Linked DNA regions of Pan troglodytes: region 2 is linked to region 1. Evidence: chromatin contacts called from public HiChIP or PLAC-seq data. All regions are on one chromosome and are shown on one strand. The core of a region is the stretch at or near the end of the contact, and the rest is flanking DNA. Distances in the headings are between cores, read along the strand shown.

What was found. HiChIP or PLAC-seq counts read pairs in DNA pulled down with a chosen protein or histone mark.
Region 2: an H3K4me3 HiChIP or PLAC-seq map of stem cell-derived excitatory neurons shows a contact between it and region 1, with 5 times the contacts expected there. The contact joins the promoter of LYPD6 here to the promoter of LYPD6B in region 1. A contact is called at or near these places in 1 of 7 Hi-C or Micro-C datasets (induced pluripotent stem cells), 1 of 1 datasets of contacts at active chromatin or transcription factors (stem cell-derived excitatory neurons) and 1 of 1 other capture datasets (stem cell-derived neural stem cells).

The regions. Positions count from the first base shown.
Region 1 is chr13:51,075,893-51,078,592 of NHGRI_mPanTro3-v2.0_pri, forward strand. It overlaps LYPD6B (LY6/PLAUR domain containing 6B), which reads left to right and starts at 1,407. Exons shown (of 7, transcript XM_525939.8): 1 at 1,407-1,694.
Region 2 is chr13:51,368,030-51,370,729 of NHGRI_mPanTro3-v2.0_pri, forward strand. LYPD6 (LY6/PLAUR domain containing 6) reads left to right here and starts at 1,272. Exons shown (of 5, transcript XM_063790504.1): 1 at 1,272-1,489.

The DNA of each region.
Region 1 (2,700 bases), core at 157-2,656:
CATATGTGCAGAACCCACTGAAGGGGTGGGGTGTCTAGACCTTAAGAGTGTTGGGCTTGTTGTCAGTGGAGGGGTGGAGCAGGCTTCTTGGCCCTGACCTCACCTTAATAGAGATCCTCCCATTTTGGCCTTGGAGGTTTAATATATAGTCACGGAAGTGTACTGAAATAGTCATAAGAAGGAATGTTCTCCATACAACTTTAAAGTTGTACAGTGCTTTCTGCAGTGAAATGAATTTTTTCACGGAATGGATTTTTTTAACGAGTCTTGAAATTAACATGTGAGGAGCAGCATGACACATTACCTCGTGTGTGTGTGTGTGCGTGTGTGTGTGTGTGTGTGTGTGTGTGAGTGAAGGCCATTTGTTAAATGGAACACCTAAAAATACCATTGTTTTTGTTTTTGCAATTGTCAGGGGCCTCAATAAATGCAAGCTGGCTCAGGTGATGCTTGACCTGAGAGGTCTGGAAAGACAGATTAGAAGTCTCAGCAGAGGGCCAAACCCAGACCCCACTTCTGCAGAAGTTCTGTACCCAGGTTTCCCCACTGCAGGCATAACCAGCAGCCCCTCAAAGGCCCCAGACCAGCCAACTGTCTTTAGAAATGCAGACCCAGGATCAGCTCTGCTACCAGCCATGGGATCTTGGGTCAGTGGCCCATACTCTGAGCTGTGTTTCCACAGTGCAAGGCTGGCCGGACAGTGTTTTATTTCAGAGTTCTCCTGTCTGTGGCATCTTCAGAAGTTAAAGATTTGCTTGACCACTATAAGGTGCCCTGGGAGTGTAGACCTCCCACAACCCAGCTGCCTGGCTGGCAGTGGGTGGGGAGTAAGCAGTAGAGAGAGGACAGGTGGCCCGGGATCTGACAGCTTGCCTCTGGATTCTCCCTAGTAAGCTTGGAATGATGCTGGAGCAGCTCTGGGCCGAGGGGACCAGTCTAAGGCTGGACGCAAAAGACTGGGCGCCACCTAGTCTGTTCATCAGGTATTAAATGCCCTGAGTTTTCAAAGCTCTGGTGATTCAGTAGTGGACGGGTAAGGTTCCTGCCTCTCCTGGGGCTTACCGTCCAGGGGTGGGGAGGACGTCACTATATGAAATTATCTTATTTATAGCTTAATGTCATTATTTAAAAAGGGGGAGAGAATCACTTGACGGGTGGGCAAGGTGGGGACGGGGTTGGATGGAATGGTCAAAAAAGGTCTTTCAGAGTTCTTCCAATCCTGAACTAACTCACCTGCACCCTTGGCCCAATCATTTTCACTCCCGAGGGTCTGCACTCCTCGTTTCTACATTCTAGGAAGAAAGGGGTTGGACCCTCCCCTCTTTAAGCTGGGTGGGGTCCGAATCCCGTGCTTCTTTCACTTCCTGAGCCGGGCTGGCTGGGTGGGAACAGGCTCCTTGCCGCCTCCCCAGCGCTGGCCACTACCACACTGCCGCCCGCCTGGGCCTCCTTTCAACCTCGTGGTGGAGCCCTGCGGTTTCCCAGCGGAGCCGGGCCCGGGGCTGCTCCCTCGCGGGCGAGGCTCACCTGTCCCGGCCCGGCCCCCTCCCGCGCCCCAGGTGGTTCAGGGCGGGGAGGAGCCGCGCCCCGCCCCGCGCGGTCGCAGCCAACGCCGGCCCCAGGCGGGTGCGCTGGGAGCCTGGGCCGGGAGCCGGGTGAGGGCGCCGAGAGGCTCGGTGGGCGCGGGCGGCGAGGTGAGCTGGGCCAGCGCAGCAGGCGGGGGCGGTGGTGGGTTCGGGACGGCTCACCCCGCGCCGGAGCGAGTGCGGGGCCGCGCGACTGCGGCGGGAGATGCGCTGCGCCCCTTCTGGGCGCGCCGAGGCAGCCAGGAGCTCGCGGGGCCGCGGGGCCGCGGCGCAGTGGCGGGGTCGGGGTCTGGTCGCTGCCTCGGGGCGAGCAGCTGCCAACATCTGGACGGGACGGGAGCAGGGGGCCGGGGCAAGGCTGGAGCGGTGTGGGTCTCTAATCGTCCAGAGCCCTGCGGGGCCAGTGACTTCGGCAGAGCCGAGGGGAGAGGAGATACTGGGGGTCAAATTGCTGGAGAGAGCGCGGAGCTGGGGCTGGGGTTCAAGGCCGATCGTGGGGCCAAGAGCGAGCGTGCCAGCTCCAGTGTTTCCCCCTGCAGCGCTTCACGCGGGACCAGCTTGGGTGCCGCCGCTTCCCTTGCCCCGGCTCTTTACTTTTGTTGTTGAATAACCTACCTTACACATTGGTTAGTTACCTGGGGCTTCTCAAAAGCCGGGTCTGGAGGCTGCTCTGACTTCAGGGGGCTTGGGTTGTCAGGCTTCAGGTCTGTATGCCCTGTGGCGTTTGGGGGGAGCTGGTGGGTGGAGGGGTGCTGTCCACCTCCCAAGGCCAGGGGATCAGAGAGTGGAAAAAGTCTAGCATGCTATTTAAATTCCAGTAACTAGCTGTGTGACCTTGGGCAAGTTACTTAACTGCTCTGAGCCTCAGTCCCTTAAACTAAAATAGGTATTATTAATATTATAATCATTACAACAGACTTAGGTTATATGATGTTCATGGAGTACATAGCATACTGCTTGATTTTTCCCCCTTTGTGTTGATGTGGTGGTGTGTGTGTTGTGGGGTGGGGGCATTCTTTCCCACCCTGACTTGTTCATGGTTAGGCTTCCTGCAGGATGCCTTACTTGCTGACAGCATCACAGAGGCCAAGATTAGGGCTGCCAGTGCACAGGC
Region 2 (2,700 bases), core at 22-2,521, 290 kb after region 1:
GATGCCTGAGGAGTGTTGTATGTTGGTAGTCATTTTTTAAAAAATTTAAAATTAATATTAATGTTCTTTAGAAAATACCGTAAAGTATATAGAACAAGAAAACCATCCATTATCCCAACACGCAGAGATAACCACTGCAGACATTTCATATGCATATCTTTCCAGCCTTCTTTGCAAATATATTTCTGAAAAGAGATCCTAAGGGTTCCATCTCTACCAGGAACTCGGCTCTCATAAATTGCATTAATACGTTGAACTTCACTTTGAACCCAAATATGAATATTTTCACTAAACTATGCACCGATTTTTTTTTTTAATAAAGTGAATAAGTACATGGACCGGAACTGCCAACTGGAAACTAAATGAGTGTCAGCAGTGACACCCGGGACATGCCCTCATTAGTAGATGCTAACCCGCAGAGGTAACCTGCCTAGACACGGAGAGACATTTCCAAGTTCAGGTTGATTAATTCATATTCAATTCATTCACCCTGCTGAGCCCTGCAGGAAGACAGCGCGGCAGCGATCTCCACCTTGAGGGGGCGCTAATTATTTTTTGCCTACTTGAACCCTGAGCTTGGGCAAGCCTGTGCACATAAACTAAGAGAAAAACTTTCTGAGGTCTAGCAGCTGTCGATCAAAAATAGGTTATCCTAGGCCCTTCCAAATAGAGGGACTGGGGAAGGAAGTTTAATTAAAAAAACAGTAAGAATGTTTTTATGTTGGTATGGATAGATTATTGGGAAGGCAGGGTGATTCAGGAGAGGCCTGAAAAAATGCTCCAGGGGTAGAAAATCCAAGGAGAAGGTGGAGGGGTCTCAAAGATGGACAAATAGCCACAGGGCGGGCCGCCCTTACGAAGGTAGCCTTGCAGGCCAAGTTCGGGGGGAGGTGGGGAGGCTGGTTCCGAGTTTCCGGGCATATCCGTGGAGTCCTTCCAGACCTTCCTGGGGACCTTCCCTGGTCACCCCGGCTCCCCGCCGGCCCCCCGCGCTGCTCAGGGGAGAGTAGGACTATGACCCACTTCCACTCTAAGGCTCTAGATCGAACCGTCCAGGGGGGTCAAACACGATTTACAACAAGGAAGAGAAAAACCAATACGTCCCAAGAGGGCTGCAGGGGCTTTACCTGGAGGAAGGGTTGGGCAGAGGGTGGCAGTATTATGCCCTGGACTTTTTTGCACCAAACCCATAGGCGGATTCCCACTGCCTAAGACCTGCCTTCCTGGCTCTTCCCACCGCCTCCATGCTCCGCCCCGCAGCTTAGGTCTTTTACTGCAAACGTCAAGTGGTCTCCTCCTTCCCTGGGTTCGGAGCTTCACTTGCTCTTGAGCTCTGCGGTCCGGCGGATTTCGCGGGGCCCAGGGGATGGCGGGGAGTGAGATTTGGCCAGGGTCATTTCACACTGCCGGGCCTGCAGCCACGCACGCAGCTGCTGGCCCGGCTGAGGCTGGCGGCGAGGGAGAGGCGCAGGGGGTCGCGCACAGGAAGGTATCGGTGCACCCTGAGCAAACACTGCTCGCTTTCAACGCTCACTGGGAACAGGCTTCCCGGGAAGGTCCCAAATCTCTCCAGTTCCGCTCACCCTGCGGGCGGGAGCGCGGCGCCCGGGTGCCCCACCTGCGCCGGGCGGTCGGCTCCCGCTGGCCGGAGTTTGCAGACTTGGCGCTCAGGCCGATTCTCCCGGAGTTGGGTCGCGCGCGCCGGGCCAATGAGCGCGCCCCGCGGAGGGCTCCGCTCCCCCCGCGCGCGCTGATTGGTCCCGCGGCCCTCGAGGCCGGGCCGGCCGCGGCTGCAGGCGGCGGCCAGTGCCCGGCGCGAGTGGGAGTGGCGCGAGTGGGAGTGGCGCGCGCGCGCCCCCAGCCGCCCCCCGCCTCTCCCCGCCGCGCTCCCTCGCTCCCTCCCTGAGCTCCCGGGCTCCGGCAGCGCGCTGGCGGGGCGCCGCATTGCACACTCTGGGGGCGCCGCAGTGTTCGTGGGATGGGGCAGCGGGCTGCAGCTGGCGGCCGGAATCCGCGCGCAGCCCGGGTGAGTAGAGGCGGGCTTCCCGGGAGAGCACAAAAGAACAGGGGGTTGGTGCCAGCGGCCCCGGCTTAGGCGGGGCCTGGCCAAGCCACGGAGTGCGCTGAGTCGCTGGAACTACCCGATGCTAGGGCAGCCCCCTGGGGCCAGAGGAACTGGGGTCCCGGCCTCCGGCGTTTTGCCCCGAGTGGGCAGAGAGCCCCGCGCGCAGCCTGGACGGGTCCAGAGGGGCGTGTGTACTCGTGTGTGTTGGGCTGGCGCGTGGAGGGTGGGATGGAAAGGTCAGGAGCTGCCAAGTTCAAGGCTGGAGGAACCTTTCCCAGGAGTAATTCAGCATCTTCTCACGGCCCAGCATGCGTCCACCAGGAACTCCAGCCGGAGGGAGTTCCTGGGCGGCGGACTGGCAGCACCCCACATGTTGCTGCGGGGCGGGGGGCAGTGGCGGTAGCCCGGCTGCGGCCACCCGGAGCCTCTAAGGGAGGTGCAGTGTGCTGGAGGTACCTCCCCGCCGCTGCAAGACCACGCTAGGCCTTTCAGCCATCCACCCCGACAACCCAGGGAAGGGACCATCCACCTACAGAGTTGGGATTTGGCCTGGGCTTGACTTGGCGACCTGTTTTTCTCTCTGGTAACAGCAGTTCCGTTGATTCACATTTGGCTAAGCGTTCAGTTACAACCTA